Linked DNA regions of Mus musculus: region 1 is linked to region 2. Evidence: chromatin contacts called from public HiChIP or PLAC-seq data. All regions are on one chromosome and are shown on one strand. Each heading gives the region's core, a stretch centred on a gene start, on an enhancer-like site or on the middle of the called end of the contact. The rest is flanking DNA. Distances are from core to core; before and after follow the strand shown. Region 1 holds the start of Pglyrp2 (peptidoglycan recognition protein 2). Region 2 holds the start of Notch3 (notch 3).

What was found. HiChIP or PLAC-seq counts read pairs in DNA pulled down with a chosen protein or histone mark.
Region 1: a contact with region 2 is called in an H3K4me3 HiChIP or PLAC-seq map of embryonic stem cells, with 21 read pairs. The contact joins the promoter of Pglyrp2 here to the promoter of Notch3 in region 2. A contact is called at or near these places in 11 of 39 promoter capture datasets (the HPC-7 cell line, HPC-7-derived erythroid cells, embryonic stem cells and 5 more), 2 of 115 datasets of contacts at active chromatin or transcription factors (both in embryonic stem cells) and 1 of 9 other capture datasets (liver).

The regions. Positions count from the first base shown.
Region 1 is chr17:32,419,189-32,422,413 of GRCm38.p6, forward strand. It overlaps Pglyrp2 (peptidoglycan recognition protein 2), which reads right to left and starts at 1,787. Exons shown (of 5, transcript NM_021319.5): 1 at 1,612-1,787. The coding sequence starts at 1,675.
Region 2 is chr17:32,164,669-32,168,181 of GRCm38.p6, forward strand. Notch3 (notch 3) reads right to left here and starts at 2,222. Exons shown (of 33, transcript NM_008716.3): 1 at 2,008-2,222. The coding sequence starts at 2,125.

The sequences.
Region 1 (3,225 bases), core at 537-3,036, 250 kb after region 2:
GGGGAGCCATGGAAAGACTATAAACAGGATAGAGGCCTGGCCAGGTTAGCATTTGTGGTGGTTTAAATAAAAATATCTCCCATAGGCTCATAAGTTTGGCCCATTGGTCATTAGGGAGTGGTGCTATTGGGAGGGTATAGGAGGTGTGTCCTTGTTGGAGTGGGTGAAGAAGCCCACTGGGAGTGGGCTTTAGGGTTTCAGAAGCCCAAGCCAGGCACAGTGGCTCTCTCTTCTTGCTGCCTATGGATCAAGTTGTAGAACTCTCAGCTCCTCCACTACCATGTCTGTGTAGCATGCTTTCCACCACGCTAAAAATGGACTAAACCTCTGAACCTATAAACCAGCCCCAATGAAATGCTTTCCTTGATAAGAGTTGCTATGGTCATGCCTGTAATCACCTCATTTAAAAGTGCTGAGGCAGGAGGATCACTACAAGTTCAAGGCTAACCTGAACTACATAGTTCCCTGCCATCCTGGCTACAGAGTGGGATCTTGTCTCAGACAGACAAACAGACAGACACACAGACAGGTGAACAGACAAACGAGTAACCAAAGGTGGGGGAGGAGGATGGGTTTTCCCCTCTTTAAGAAAAGGAATGCAAGCCAGGAATACTGGCACACGCCTTTAATCCCAGCAGAGGCAGCTCATCTCTGAGTTTGAGTCCAGCCTGATCTATAGATCGAGTTCTGGGATAGCCAGAGCTGTAGTAAGACCTTGTCTTGAAGAACGAAAGAAGGAAAGAAAGAAAGAGAGAGAGAGAGAGAGAGAGAGAGAGAGAGAGAGAGAGAGAGAGAGAGGAAGGAAGGAAGGAAGGAAGGAAGGAAGGAAGGAAGGAAGGAAGGAAGGAAGGAAGGAAGAAGCAAACAAACAAGTAGAAGTTAGAAATGTTTGGTTATCAGGTCCACAGCAGAGTTATGGGTTGTTGGATAATTGCCAATGTTTATTGAACCACTTATCATGTGCCAGTGACGTATTTAACCTATTTAATCCTCACAAAGCATTATACGGTATATCTCATTAGCTTCCTGTTACAGATGAAGCATCTGAAATGGAACTGTCATGTTAGTTGCTTCAGGTTACCCAGCTAGGAAGTGGAGGAGGTGTGATGTGCATCTGAGAAGGTAGGTTGTTTTGTTTGTTGCAGGGGCTGCTTCTATATTGGAGGCTGGCCTCTAACTCATTATATAGTCCAGGCTGACCTTCCAACTCATGAGCCTCCTGCTTCAGCTCCTATGTTCTGGAAACAAGTGTTTGTACATCTAGAGCCTCAAGGTCATTTTAATCCTAGTGTCTGGAATTGGTGCTCTTTTGTGGGCAATGCATTCTGTAACTTGGCTCTTTTCTGTGTAAAATATCCTTTCTCTTCTACTTCTCAACCAATCCAAGCTCTCCTTCCTCCCATCCTGGTTCTGTGTATCTCTTCTCCAGGAAATTATCCTTAACTTTTGCCTCCAGGTCTCCAGGTCTTTCTGGCATCCCTTCCTTGATTCTATAGGACTTGAGTCATGTAAGGTGCCAGCATGGCAGTTTGCTAAGAGCTGGAACCTTGTCCCATTAGGGTTGAACAAAGCAAGTGCCCCCCCCCCCCAGGCCTCTATCCTCGGACTCACCTGCCCCTGGCTCTGGCCACAGCAGCAATCCAAGCACGATCCAGAGGGCACCCCAGGCCTTCATGGTGGGTCTCCAGTTCCAGGGCACAGACCCAGCAGAGAACCTCGGAGGCCCTAGGAGGATAGGAGCATGAGAATTAACCTGTCGCAGTCACCCCAGCGAGGTAAGGTTGTGTGGGAGTAGAGAGCCTAGGTCAAGGTTATCTGGTCTCAAAGTCCTGTCCCCGTCCAGAGTGACGTGATGGGTCAACAAGACAGGTCCCTGCCAAAAGAAGTCCGTAGACTGGGAAGTTCACACTCCAGAAATGTAAAATTATAATCAATTATTATTATTATTTTGCAGAATTGGGATTAAACCTAGGGAGTTAAGCAAGCTGGGCAAGCACTGTGCCTTTGAGCTGTGTCCCCAGCTTCCATTTATTTATTTATTTATTTATTTATTTATTTATTTATTTATTTATTACATTTTATCTTATTTTATTTGTTCTAAAATATTTTTAAAAAGACTTTAGTGAGTTAAAGTCCAGCCTGGTCTACAGCCCCCCCTTTTACATTTTATTTATTTTATCTTATTTTATGTATTCTAAAATATGTTTTAAAAGACTTTAATGAGTTTCAGGGCAGCCAAGGGCTATGTAGAGAGAACCTGTTTCAAGCAAACCAAAACAACAAACAAACAAACACCACCAACAAAAGACCTCCCCCAAACCAAAAACCAAAAACCATCCACTCCTGTGTTTAAACCAGGCAGTGGTGGCCCATGACTTCAATTCCAGCACTCAGGAGTCAGAGACAGGTGGATCTCTGAGTCTGAGGCCAACATGGTCTACAGAGAAAACCTTGTATCAAATAAAGTGTGTGTGTGTATGTGTGTCTGTACACACACACACACACACACACACACACAACTGAAAGTCTTTGATAGGCTATTTTTCTGCTGATGAAATGAGCCAATCCAAGCCAGATTTGAATATAATAAAGGCAGGTTGATTGGGAAGCTGTTTTAGGTGAGTTCACTGGTTCTAAGGACTAAGGCCAGGGAAGTCACCATGGGGGTGGGGTGGGGAGAAAATAGAGAAAGGGCAAAAACGAAAGTACAGAGGAGAGGAGAGGAGAGGAGAGAGAGAGAGAGAGAGAGGGAGAGGGAGAGGGAGAGGGAGAGGGAGAGAGGGAGAGAGGGAGAGAGGGAGAGAGGGAGAGAGGGAGAGAGGGAGAGAGGGAGAGAGGGAGAGAGGGAGAGAGGGAGAGAGGGAGAGAGGGAGAGAGGGAGAGAGGGAGAGAGGGAGAGAGGGAGAGAGGGAGAGAGGGAGAGAGGGAGAGAGGGAGAGAGGGAGAGAGGGAGAGAGGGAGAGAGGGAGAGGGAGAGAGGGAGAGAGGGAGAGAGGGAGAGAGGGAGAGAGAGAGAGAGAGAGAGAGAGAGAGAGAGAGAGAGAGAGAGAGAGCACAAAATGCAAAATGTTTGGATTATATGAGGAGCACCTGGGGGAAGGGCAGCTCTGCCTGGGCTGGAAAGTTCATGGTTTGGGGACAGGGTATACCAGGTAAGAGACCGAAGACCAGCTCTGCTTTGATATGTAAAATATACACTTCAGGCCCTTGTGTCCCCCCTCCCCA
Region 2 (3,513 bases), core at 972-3,471:
AGCTCTTGAAAGAGTAGGCAAAGCGTACACCTAGGAGGAACCAACAGCAGCCATAGAGAGGTGGTTTTGGGTACTAGATGGATAGGCTATGGAGTGTAAGGGAGAGAACTGGTGCAAGATATGTGCTGCCCTGTCCAGTGTCCCCATCCCTCAGGGTTGTATCCCACTTTGGGTGTGGCAGTCTTGCCAGATGGTGAGAGGTGTGGCCAGGTCTGAGCTGGTGGAGAATTATGTGCTCAGACAGGTGTGGGCCCCTGTAGAAGTTTTGTTCCTCAGAGAGAGAAGGAAAGGAGATTGGGGGAGAATTGAGAAATAGGGACAGACAGAAACTGAAAGGAGAAACCAACCAAAAAAAAAAAAAAAAAAAAAAAAAAAAAAAAAACAGAGACAGTAAAAGGATGAGTTAAGAATGAAGGACCTATTCAATTTTGTGACATCACACTAGAAGCTGTATGGGGGGGGGGGAGAACACAACCATGTGAGCTCTGTGTGTGTGTGTGTGTGTGTGTACATATGCCTGTGAGTTTGTGTGACAGTCTGTGTATTAGGCCACTATATTACTAATAGTGACTAATAGTGCATGTGCTTGGTACCATGCTGGTATCTTCAAACAGCATAGCCTTGTACACCATGTGCACACGAGCTGCATGCACTGTGCATCCATCTATATGAACAGCAGTATTCAAGCATACAGCTGTGTGGCCACTGGTGTGCTTGTCTGGGTCATGGATTGGCAGCTATAAATGTGACCTTGAACATGAATGCCTAGCAGGTCTTGGGTGACCTATGCCTGAATGCACATCAACATGTGAGCAGCAAACACATAGGTGTGTCTTGTGTGTGCCAAGTGTGCATCTATGGCTGTACTAAACCTGTGCACATGCATTTTTTTCCCTTTCTATGTGTGACAGGCCATGAGTCTGCACTGGCCCCGCGGGGGCGGTGGCTCCTGCCCAGTCCTGCCTAGTAGAGCCTAGAGGCTAAGCCACTCTCTATGCAACTCTCACCCGGCCCAGCACTGAGTCCCACCATAGGAGCCCTAGAACCCCTGGCCACAGCCAACTGCCTATGCCCCTCCCCCGCTGATCAGGCCTCCCGGGGCAGGGGTGGGGGCGCCCCCTCAGTCCCCGCTCTGGCCCTTCGTGGGTCCCGCTTTGTCTGGCAAAGAAAGCGTGAGGCCGGCCGGGGGGAGGGGGTGTCTAGACGGCGAAGCCATTGTCCCGAGCGGGGGAGGGGAGCTCAGAGTGGAGGAAGAGGGGAGGGGGGCCCAGGCATGCTGGGGAGGGGCTGCGGCCACAGGGATGGGGGCCCAGAAGCTGGAGATGAGCACGTGGACCTCGCCCCTTCTCCTCCCGGCACAGAGACGGGGTCCCGAGACTACGGGATCCCGGCGGCCTGAAGAGGGATCGGGCGGCACGCGGGGGAGGGGGCGCGGGCTTCGCAAGGGCTCCAGCTCCTGCTTCTCGCGCTCCAGCGCCGGGTCTTGCAGCTCTCCAACATGAGACGTTTTCTCCGAGTTCAGAGCTCCGAGAACTCCGCGCCCCCTCCTTGTCCCCCCCCCCCCTTCACGGCCCGCCCGGGATAGGGGAGGCGCTTTTGTGCAAGGGGTCCTAGGCCTTGGGGGGTCCTTGAGCCCCCATCCTAACCTTCCCAGGACTCCAGGCAGAAGTAGGATGGGGTGAGCCTGAAACTTTTGGTACACCTCGCTTCCGAATTTCAGCCCCAGATTCCCACAACTCCAGCTCCTACTCTTGGACTCTTGATTCATTCAAGGGTCTCGATTCCTTGGGCCTCTAGGATCCTGCCTTCCCATCATGAATCTGTGCGAACCCCATGACTGATACACACCCCCAGCTGCTGCATCTCTGCCCCGGCTTTAATCCTGGGGGGGCAGGTCCTCTAAATTCCAAACTTAGGAGAATATATATATATATATATATACTTTTTTTTTTTTGCTTCCCCGCCCCTGCAACCCCAGTCCCACCCTCCGAGTCCCTGATCCCTCACCTGCAGCCCCCAGCCCCGCTAGCAGCAGCAGCAGGGGCAGCGCCCGCATGGGCGGTGGTGGCGGTGGCAAGGCCATCAGGCGACGACGGCGGCGGCGGCCCCGGGCCCCCAGCCCCATGGCGGCCGGCCACGACCCTCCCTCCTCCCTCCTCCCTCTTTCCCAGGGCTCCGGGCACGTCCCGGGCCAGCCTCCGCGCCGCCAACTTCGCCGAAGTGAGGCTGTCGGGCTGCCCCGCCCCCAGGCCTGGGCGGCTCGCCCCGCCCCGGGGCCGGCTCTGAGCGCCCCCGCCCCCTGCCCGGCCTCCTGGGGTCCGACCCTTCTACCCGCCAAGCCTGGGACTTGCAGACCTCGGTACACTCAGGTCTGCCACAAGAGATGCGGGCTTAACCTGCGTGACGTGACAGGTATCCAGCTCGTGAGCACATCCATCCTTATCCTCCAGCACACAACCAAAGCCAGGGCTCACACACACAGTCATGACACAAACGCAAACACCCCTGACTCCAAACCCTCTAAACCTGGGTGTAGAGAGGCCAATGAACAAAAGTAGCCGCACCCATGCAAACCATATAGAAGTTTCATGGGGACACTAAACATCAATCACCTCAAAACTCAGGCTCCAACTGCGCCACAAACCCGGGCGGGCAGCATTTACAATCTGGCCAGGGGTTTCGTGGATATGAGTCTCATGTACCTGTGTGCAGCTCTCCTACAATGTGAAGATCACAAAGGTCTACCGAAGAGGGAAAGGTGCTTGCTGCCAATCACAGACACCCGAGTTCAATTCCTGGGCCTCCCATGCTAAAATAAAAAAACCAACACATACATTGTCTTCTGACTGCCACATGTACCCCGTGATACACATGCACTCCTACACACACTGTGCTCGAATGCTTGCACGCACGCGCGCGCACACACACACACACACACACACACACACACGCTTATGTGCGCAAGAAATAAGATAAAATACTTTGTAAAAAAAATCCACACCAGCTCCTAGCACATCCCACACTCTACATGGTTTTACCATGAGGCCTATCATTTCGTTGCCATTCACTGAGTTTTACATCCAGGAGACCTGCAAAGGCTCTGAACACTCCCTCTGTGTGAAGTGAGAATGGAAGCTCTAGAGGTGCATTCAGGGGAAATCTCAGGAGTCGGGTGAAGGGTGCCGTTCTTGAACATCTCCATCACTAGGAGACCAAAGGACTGAAACAGAGGACCCATATAATCCTGGAAGGGCATACACAGACACTCCTGTAGTGGGAGGAGAGAACAACTTCCACAAGTTGTCCTCTGATCTCTACATTGTAGAGGGCCCATCTCCCCTCCCTGCCGCGCCCCCCCCCCCAACTGGCTACATAATAAATAAGTGTATTTTTGTTAATTGGGGAAGATGTCATGGTTCACACGGTCTCCAGAGGCAAAGGCAGATAGATCTGTGAATTCAAAGCCAGCCTGGTCTACCTAGCAAATTCCAGGACAGTCACGGATACACTTTT